Linked DNA regions of Mus musculus: region 2 is linked to region 1. Evidence: chromatin contacts called from public promoter capture Hi-C data. All regions are on one chromosome and are shown on one strand. The core of a region is the stretch at or near the end of the contact, and the rest is flanking DNA. Distances in the headings are between cores, read along the strand shown. Region 1 overlaps Gm29899 (a long non-coding RNA gene). Region 2 holds the start of Rtraf (RNA transcription, translation and transport factor).

Region 1 (4,537 bases), core at 962-3,461:
ACTTTCCCCGTCTGCCATCAGACTGTGTTCTCTAACCCTCTGCCACTGCTGTTTTTTCCACATCATATAAAAGGGAACATAGAGTTTTTGACAACTGGCTTCTTTCACTTAGCATAATGCCTTTGGCTTTCATTCACAGAGTTGCAAATATGCATGGCACATTTGACTTTTTTGCAGCCAAGTGTTGCACCGCACCAGTGTGTCACAGCTATCCATTCACCAGTTGAAGGATATGGCTGTGAATAAATGAGCTACAAATATTTGTGTGTGATTTTTATATGAAAATAAGTGCCTCCCTTTTTCTATAACTGGAGCTGTTGGGTCATTTACCAAGTGTGTGTTTAACTTATTAACAGTGCTTGCCCGCACCCCTGAGTGGCTGTGCCCCTTGCAGCCTCCAGTGATGTGTAAATGATTTAATCTTGCTGCGTCTGCTCCAGCATTCGGTGTGGTTGCTGCTTTATCCTCCTGCAGCCATGCAATCAGGATCGTTGGCACAAAACAGTATTATGTTATAGTTTTAACTTGTATTGTTCTAACTGTAACAACTAGTCATTATTTGATGTTGAGACCGTTACCTCTACATCCAGATGTTTGACATAGTGATGATTTTATTTCAGAGATGATACATGCTTGTTATTAAAAATAAAAACGATAACGGATTGTGAAGATTGGTGACACATGCCTTTAATTTCAGCACTGGGGAAACTGAGGCCCAAGAATTAAGAGTTTGAGTCCAGCGTGGGATGAAAGTGAGTTCGTGATGGCCCAGGAGACACTTTCTTGAAATTGAAAAGTCATAATTTGACAATTCCATGTTCCAAAATAATAACAATAGTACTTCTAGTATAAACTAGTAAAATTTGGGGTAAAATCTACTAGTATGGTTTAGTAATCTTAATCTTAGACCTCTGTGTTTGCTTGACTTGAAATAAAGGGAAAATGCCATCATGCTTTAAAAGTTCCTTTTATGCAGAGATAAGCACAGTTAATTGTACATTTGTTGTAAAAGATGAAATTACATATTTCATGCTTTGAGCATGTAGCAGTTATTTTAGTAACATATGATTAATTGAATTCTGCAGAGACATGAAACAAGGTCTAGTTGACTTCATGGTGATGCCTGAGGAAACTGAGTCTGGATAGTTGCAGTACCATAAGGGTGAGCAAGACGACCAAGAAATGCATGATGCTGTGTTGTTGCTTCCCTAGGCTTTCCCACATTAAGTAAGCTGATTCCAATGTGGAGCCACAATAATCTCATTAAAAGGCAATTCTTACTGCATCAGTCACTCCCACTAGCTTGTATAATATCCTCTGGGAAGCTCAAGTCCCACCAGTGTCCTCTTTTTTATTTATTTGATTTATGTCTAGTGACTTAACCTCAGACCCTGGTGTTTACTTAACTTGAAAGAAATAAAGGGAAGATCCAGTCATGCTTAGTGTTCCTTTCAGCCATAGATAGGCACACTTAGTCCTAGAAGGGCTACAGAGATGTAGAAAGAAGATGGACATTCTCTCCCTCTCCCCTTCCCCCCTCCCCCCTCCCCCTCCCCCTCTCTCCCCCAAGAGTATTTAATGTTTTGGTTGTCTAAGCAAATCTCTTGCAGCTGCAGCTGTTCAGTTCTCTGTTCGTGCCAAGGACCCTTTGTTTATAGTAAGTGCACCCAAGGAATTCTTCTTACACAAGTTGCACTACTTAAGCTTTTTTGCAAGTCTCAGACTTTATCACATCCACAGGGAAGCAGAGCCAGGCTCTTCTTTCTCAACATTCTTTCTGGTCAGAGCAGAATGAAGAGGATTTGATTTCGTGCACAGCAATTCTCAACCTAAGCCTGCTTGTGGTTTCCTCGGGCCTGTTTCTGAACGCACCCAACCCCATGCTGGATGAGGACCCTCAGAGGGGCCTGGGCAATGATGTTTAGTCCATCTGTTGAAGCTTTAAAGTCAGGAGAAATAAAAAAGCCAAAGAAACAGGAGAAATAACTGCAAAGACTGCAGAGGGACAGGAGGAGTGCCAGGCTCATGAGCCACTCAGGACCTCTCAGCACTGTGGGAACAACTAGTTGACACATTTACTCCCCCACCCTTGTTTTTGAACAAACAAACAAAGTCTTGCTATATAGCCTGGGCTAGCCTCAAACTCTTTATCTCCCATCTTTAGCCTCTCAAGTTCTGTGGCTAGAGGAATGCATCACCACACCTCTATTGTAGACCACAGGCATGCCTTTCCTTCCTTGTCTTTTCTTAGTGTGTGGGGTAAGTATGGGGCTGTGTGTGACTGTATGTGTGCCTGCCTGCCACCTCTCTCTCCTGGGAAAGGATCTCTCACTGGCCTAGAGTTCATAGCCTTGCTGGCTGCCAGTGAGTCTATCTTTTCAGTACTGGAATTTCAATCACAGGCCAGCACACCTGTTTGCCACTCTCCCTCCCTCCCTCCCTCCCTCCCTCCCTCCCTCCCTCCCTCCCTCCCTCCCTCCCTCCCTCTTTTCCTTTCTTTTTCTTATCTCTCTAGCCCCTAGACATACTTTTGTTTGTTTGTTTGTTTTTCTTTTTCTTTCTTCCTTTTTTTTTTTTTTTTTTTGGTTTTTCCAGACAGGGTTTCTCTGTGTAGTCCTGGCAGTCCTGGAACTCACTCTGTAGATCAGGCTGGCCTCGAATTCAGAAATCTGTCTGCCTCCCAAGTGCTGGGATTAAAGGCATGTGCCACCACTGCCTGGCTCCTAGACATGCTTTTAAGGCCCATGAATTTTGTTTAAAAATTAGTTATAGGGTCTGGGGAGGTGGCTCAGCAGAGAAGAACACTTGTGGTTTTAGAACCATCCCCAACTCCAGTTTCTGTGAACCAGACTCCCCCTTCTGGGCTCCCACAGGCCCCTGGCACACATGTATGCACATACAGGCAAAATATACACATAAAATGAGATAAATAAATCTAAAAATACTTTTCAAAAATTGATTATCACAAGCTGGATATGCTGGTGCATGCTTTTAATCCCAGCAGTCAGGAGGCAGAGGCAGAGGCAGAGGCAGAGGCAGAGGCAGAGGCAGAGGCAGAGGCAGAGGCAGAGGCAGAGGCAGAGGCAGAGGCAGAGGCAGAGGCAGAGGCAGAGGCAGAGGCAGAGGCAGAGGCAGAGGCAGAGGCAGAGGCAGAGGCAGAGGCAGAGGCAGAGGCAGAGGAGGCAGAGGCAGAGGGATTTCTGTGAGTTTGAGGTCAGTGTGGTCTACATAGTGAATTCCAGGACAGCCAGGGCTACATAGTGAAGCCTTGTCTCAAAATTAATTAATTTAAAAAAATTGTTATCTTTTTTTTGACCAAAGACTCAAAATGGCATTGTTTCAGAGATGAAGCTTCTGGTAGCAGACTGTGGACTCAATTCTAGACATCTGTTTCTCCATCAGAACTGCCTTATTAAAATGTCTAAAATTTTGTTTGATTTTGAGTTTTGGTTAGGTTTTGATTTTGGTTTGGCTTTTAATGAGATAGGGTTTCTCTATGTAGCCCTAACTATCCTGGAACTCTATAGACCATGATGGCCTCAAACTCTGAGATCTGCCTGACTCTGCCTCCCAAGTGCTGGGGTTAAAGTTGTACATCATCACACCCATGGAAAGTTCAGATTTAAAAAAATGTAAACACAGCCAATATCTTGATGTTTACAATGTCTGCTATCACCAGTTCAGGTAACCAACGTTTGGTATCATATAGGGAAAATAACATCTGTCCCATAGCACTTGTGTAAAACTGCTTCTTGCCAGTCTTCATTAACTTCTCAATGCCTTCTCTAAAGGTCACCTGCAAGGTGCAAGAGTCTGGTCTAGCCTTAGTCTAGACACACTTCACTTGTATTCTGTGTGATCTTCACCAAACCATTTAAATTCTCCAGACCTCTAAATTAATTTTTAAGGAAGTAAGGAAAACAGTAGTGTCTCCTTGAAATGGTTATGGGCAAGTTGAGTTAGAAACACCGTGTAAACCTCCAGGGTAGTGCCTGGCTGGGTTCCTCCAATGGTTGTTCTGGGATGGACCTCTGTGGGAATGACTGCTGGAGAACAGAGGGTCAGGTGACAAAACAAGTGTGCTAGGCTCCTCAGGGTATTTGATGGCATTAGTACATACAAGGCGATCTTGGTGAGCTGACGATGACAACTGATGCCAGAAAGAATAGATGTGGTAGATTTCTTAACAAGTTTGTTCAGTGCAATCAAGTTGGCAGCTTGCGACTAGCCATGGTGGGGATATTTATATCATGAGAACCACAAACACTATGAAACAGCGTCTTTTCCCTACCAGAACCCCAGGTGGTAAACCCGTAGCAGATCACACTGGCAGGCTGGAAGCAGACACCTACACTGGCATCCCAGCTCCGTGCCTCATCAGCTCTTAAATCTAAAACCAAAACTTCTTGAGCTGGCGCTCACCCAGTGTTTAGCAACAATAAAAGATATGTGTCGTGCTGGCAAGAGTAAGGAGTACCCAGCAAAGCGCCTGGGCTCAGAGCTAAGACTGTTGTGTGCTTTGAACTACAGAGCTTTT
Region 2 (4,537 bases), core at 1,459-3,958, 86 kb before region 1:
TGAATAATTCAATGGATGGATGAGTGGCTTGTGAAACTCTCAATTGACCACTGGTTGGGGTTCAGGTCGTTTGATAATAAAATGTTTCTCCATTATGTGGGCTTGGCCTTTAGAAATGAGGTTGTATACCTTCTATTTCAAAGGCCCTGTGGTGGTTTGTATGAGATGGTCCCCCACCCCATAGGCTCATATATCCTCACAGGCTCGAGTCCCCAGTTGATTAGGTGTTTGGAAAGACTGGGGTGTGTGTTCTTGTTTAGAAGAGTTGTGTCACTGGGGAGGGGGGCTTTTGAGGTTTCAAAAACCCAAGCCAGGCCCAGTGTCTCTCTGCCTGATTCCTCTGAAACTGTCAACAAGCCCACATTAATCACTTCCTCCTCCTCCTCCTCCTCCTCCTTCTTCTCTTTAAAGATTTATTTATTATTTATTTATTTTATGTATGTGAGTACACTGTAGCTGTCTTCAGACACAACATATCCTACTACATATGTTTGTGAGCCACCCTGTGGTTGCTGGGAATTGTACTCAGGATCTCTGGAAGAGCAGTCAGTGCTCTTACCTGCTGAGCCATCTCTCCAGCACCTGCCCTTGCTTTTCCTGATTCATTTGGTATGAAACTTAACTGGGAAAACATGAATTGTCTCTGAGAGCCCGTTTAAAACTGCACTCGATCCTGCGGAACGTTCAAAGCTTCTCATTATGCATGTGTCCCTTTCTGGCTCCAGACTAGAAGCGTCTAATCTAAGCATCTGTGTTGATTATTACATTTAAACCTCCTGAAATTAGACACTACAGCTTCTTCATTTGTATGCCCCACAGATGCAAACACTGTTTAATTACCGGCTCCTGAACTAAAATGAAACGTACAGTTGGCTTAGCTCCAAGAGATTCAATAACGCCCCTCAGCTTGCCATGAAAGGCCTTTCTTGATCAAGCGCCTGCCTTTGTCCACAGTCTCGCCAGCTGTCACCACCTCCCTCCAGCTTCCATAAGTGTTTCCCTCTCGGCCCTATTGTTCATTTCTTGCCTTTGTGCATCTGTTTCCAGCAAAATCAGTTATCATTTTGACTGCGAGTGAACTCCTCACTATCTCCAAGCCACTGTTTCTCTCTTTTGTCCCTCCCACCCTCCCTTTTTGGTCTTTTAAATGGAATCAAAGTAGACAGCCAGTCTGTCCTGCTCATCACTGCTCGCCTGTATCTGGAAAACAATTTGTAACGGAATGGGAAGGGTCTTAAATCCAGTAGGAGCATTTGATTGTCTCTAGAGCACAGCAGGCAGTTCCTGAGGCAGGCAAGCATGGGAGAGAGGATAGCTTGGAACCCCAATTTGTTTCTGGTTATTCACATAGCCCCTCTTACAATGATGCTCTTGGCAGCCTTGTTCCTTCATTGGTAAGTCACACACACACACACACACACATACACACACACACACACACAACCAAAAATTCTCCAAACAATTTACCTGGCACCTCGGAACTCCCTTAACCTCCCCAGATTATATATACTTCTACCTCTAAATAATAATGTTTCTTCACCCCTAGTACCAATCACACCTACACAGTTTTTATTCAAGTATATTCCCAATGTATGGGGTATAAAGATTAGAAGGGTCAAGATGGCCTGAACTTGCTTGGGGTATAGGCACAATTAAGGGGAAACTATGTCCTCTAATAAGCTTTTAAGAAGAATCTCTTATTTACTCTCATATGCCTGTGCATGTGATTAAAGCCAGATGCATTATTGGAAGGGACGTGAGCAGTATTGAAATGATCGTATAACCTGATCTATCAATTGAAATAAAGGATCATTCACATTAGTAACCAGCGCCTCCTTTTTCTTGACCGGTGAAGAGACCCAGGCTGTAGCCTGAGGTACTTGGTACTTTTGCTCGCGTTGCCTGCTGTCATTCTGTAACTTTGCACTATAGCATTGCTTCAAATAAAACTATTTTGCTTTTGCATATTTGGATAAGAGGCCAAAAACCTGGAAGCATGCAACTTAGATCATAAGCACCGACAGCTTTGCTAAAAGATAAGAAGAAAGTTTTAAATGGGCGCTTTAGATTATCAGTCGCGTTACAGAGTGGGGAAAATACATCAGGAAAGGCAAGAAAGGATGAGAGAGAAGAGATGGCAGGACTTAGTGGCCCACTGAAGGTAGTGACTGAGAGGTTTGAGGAGAAGGAAACGCAGGTTCCCGGTTTCTGACTTCACTGTTTGGGGACAAACTGAAATATGGCATGGGGGTTGTATCTAATCTCCACATCACTCCAATTAGTCCGAAAGAATATCCTGCAGGGACCTTTCTTTTCGATCTTTGTATTACCAGCGTTCAAAGACGAGCAATTAATACGCTCAAGATATTAAACAGCAACTCTGAGCCAATAAGAGCTATAGCCGACTCGAGAAAGCGTACAGACATTTTTTTTTTTTTTTTTTTTTTGGTTTTGGTTTTGGGTTTTGGTTTTGCCTACTGTTGCAAGAAAAGGAGTTAGATCCACGAATCGCAGCTTCAGACCTGCTTTCGGTCCATTGTACAACTAGGAAGCTGACAATAAAGTTTATTTGAGCGTCGACGTGCACCGACGTGGCCCCGCCTCCTAAGCAGCAGCGATGATTGGCCAGCGCTTGCGGGCTGCGGGCGTTCCTAAGCCGCGATTGGCTCCGTCCGCCGTCCGTCGGAGCGTCGGTCACCGCCCCGCCCCTTCGCCGCGTCGCCGGTGCCTGCGCTGCCCGCCTCACCTCGCTTCTCCTGTCCCGGCGGAGGCCCGGGCGGCCAGCGCGAGCAGCGGGGACCATGTTCCGACGCAAGCTCACGGCCCTGGATTACCACAACCCCTCAGGCTTCAACTGCAAAGGTGGGTGGCGGCCGCGGGGTTCGGCGACGGCGCCTCCCCAGCCCGCCCGGACCCGGACCCAGACCCGGCAGCCGCTGCCCTGAGGCGCTCGGCAGGCTTCCCGGCCCCCGGGCGGCTCGGCGGGCACCTGCGGGGTAGGGGAGGGGACCGGGGATGCCCTTCGGGGCGCGCAGAAAGTTCGTGGCCGGCTGCCAGGGAAGTGGAACCGTTCAGAAAAAAAGATATTCCAGTCCTGCGGGCCAGTGGGAAACTGAGAGTGAGGCGGGGACCAGGGCCTCATTCCGCTGTGCAGGACGCACCGGTAGAAGCGGGGTGGCAGCGTTTGGTCTCCAGAAGCATATCAGGGTCAGTCCTGGTTTTTACTTGGCTTTTACTTGGCTCAAGATTGCTGGGTGGCGGTAGAGCCGAAATTGGGGGTTGAGACCTCAGTTTTCTGACGAGTAAAATGAGGATCTTTCCTGAGGGTTTTGGGTTTTGGTGTTTGGAGGGGTTGGATCTAAGGAAGCAGGTGCGTCCCGGTAACTGTACACTGTCCCCTAGCTTTCAGTTTTTAATATTTGTATTCAGGGTGCTTTAATCGTTTATTTCTAGTTTATTTTATTCTATTGGCTTGCTTCAAAGTTTTTACCTGCCCAATGCCCCTTAAACTCTAAAGGAACCAGAGTTCTAATAAAACATAGGAAACACTGTGCCCTGCATGTTTAATTCATTCAATACTCAAAACATCCCCACGAAGTAAGTCCCGTTTTCCTCATCTTGTATCTGAAGAATCTGAAGCTTAGAAAGTGTATCCGGTTTTCTGAGGCTCATCCAGAATTTGAGTCTATTGCAGTGAGCCAGGTATCTATGGCTCTGCAGTCTGAACTTTGAGCTCTTGCTGACTTCCCTCGGGGTCAGTTAATGTAGTGTTTGCAGGTTAGAAAGCCACCAAGGATCACAAAGGCTTTTAGTGACTTGATATATGATGTTTCGTTGCAGATGAAACAGAATTTAGAAACTTTATCGTTTGGCTTGAAGACCAGAAAATCAGACACTACAAGATTGAAGACAGAGGTAACTTGAGAAACATCCACAGCAGTGACTGGCCCAAGTTCTTTGAAAAGGTAATGAATCAGGAAGTAGAAGGAAGCACAGAGAACTTTTGTAAACGTTGTATGTTGAGTTGAAAATTCCTATGTTCTTTTAAGATATAATAGTGATCAGTGTGAGTAAAGCTAACTCCATGGATTCAAACTCTGTTGTTTTGATTTTTAAAGCAAATTATATTATCTCCAACCGAGCTGTCAGTATTTGGATTAAACATCATTTTCTAAATGTCACGGCATTCCTTAATAGGATTGTCTACATAATTTGTATGTATGTATGTATGTGTGTGTATGTGTTTATATGTATGTCGGGTATCCGCAGAGGCCAGAAGAGCACAGCACGTCTCTTGGAGCTTTAGTTACATTAGATACGAAAATGCAGCAATATACTTTTGAGTCCTTGTCTTAGTTACATTTCTATTCTGTGAAGAGATACCATGGCTAAAGCAGCTTCTAACAGAGAGCATTTACCCTGAGATTTCCCTACAGTTTCAGAGGGTGAATCAATGACCATCATGTGTGGAGTGTGGCACCAGGCAGGCAGAGCACCGGAGCCATAGCTGAGAACTCGCATCCTTATCTTCAAGGAG

The links. Promoter capture Hi-C pulls out the DNA fragments that hold promoters and counts their contacts.
Region 2: a promoter capture Hi-C map of neural stem cells shows a contact between it and region 1. The contact joins the promoter of Rtraf here to the enhancer-like site in region 1. A contact is called at or near these places in 21 of 39 promoter capture datasets (the 3T3-L1 cell line, 3T3-L1-derived adipocytes, the HPC-7 cell line and 13 more), 2 of 15 datasets of contacts at CTCF or cohesin (CD8 T cells and the NIH/3T3 cell line), 1 of 484 Hi-C or Micro-C datasets (tail fibroblasts), 13 of 115 datasets of contacts at active chromatin or transcription factors (the NIH/3T3 cell line, bone marrow-derived macrophages, embryonic fibroblasts and 8 more) and 3 of 9 other capture datasets (adipose tissue, liver and pancreatic islet).

The regions. Positions count from the first base shown.
Region 1 is chr14:19,735,470-19,740,006 of GRCm38.p6, reverse strand. All of the region lies in intron 3 of Gm29899 (a long non-coding RNA gene), which reads right to left. Among named protein-coding and RNA genes, the nearest start is that of Nid2, 14 kb to the left of the region's middle. Within about 2 kb of position 2,211, at least 60 of the 459 cell types and tissues checked have an H3K27ac peak or open chromatin away from gene starts, as enhancers often do. A contact at or near this core is called in embryonic fibroblasts, extraembryonic endoderm stem cells and neural progenitor cells, where this site is marked.
Region 2 is chr14:19,821,994-19,826,530 of GRCm38.p6, reverse strand. It overlaps Rtraf (RNA transcription, translation and transport factor), which reads left to right and starts at 2,708. Exons shown (of 8, transcript NM_026528.3): 1 at 2,708-2,862; 2 at 3,841-3,965. The coding sequence starts at 2,802.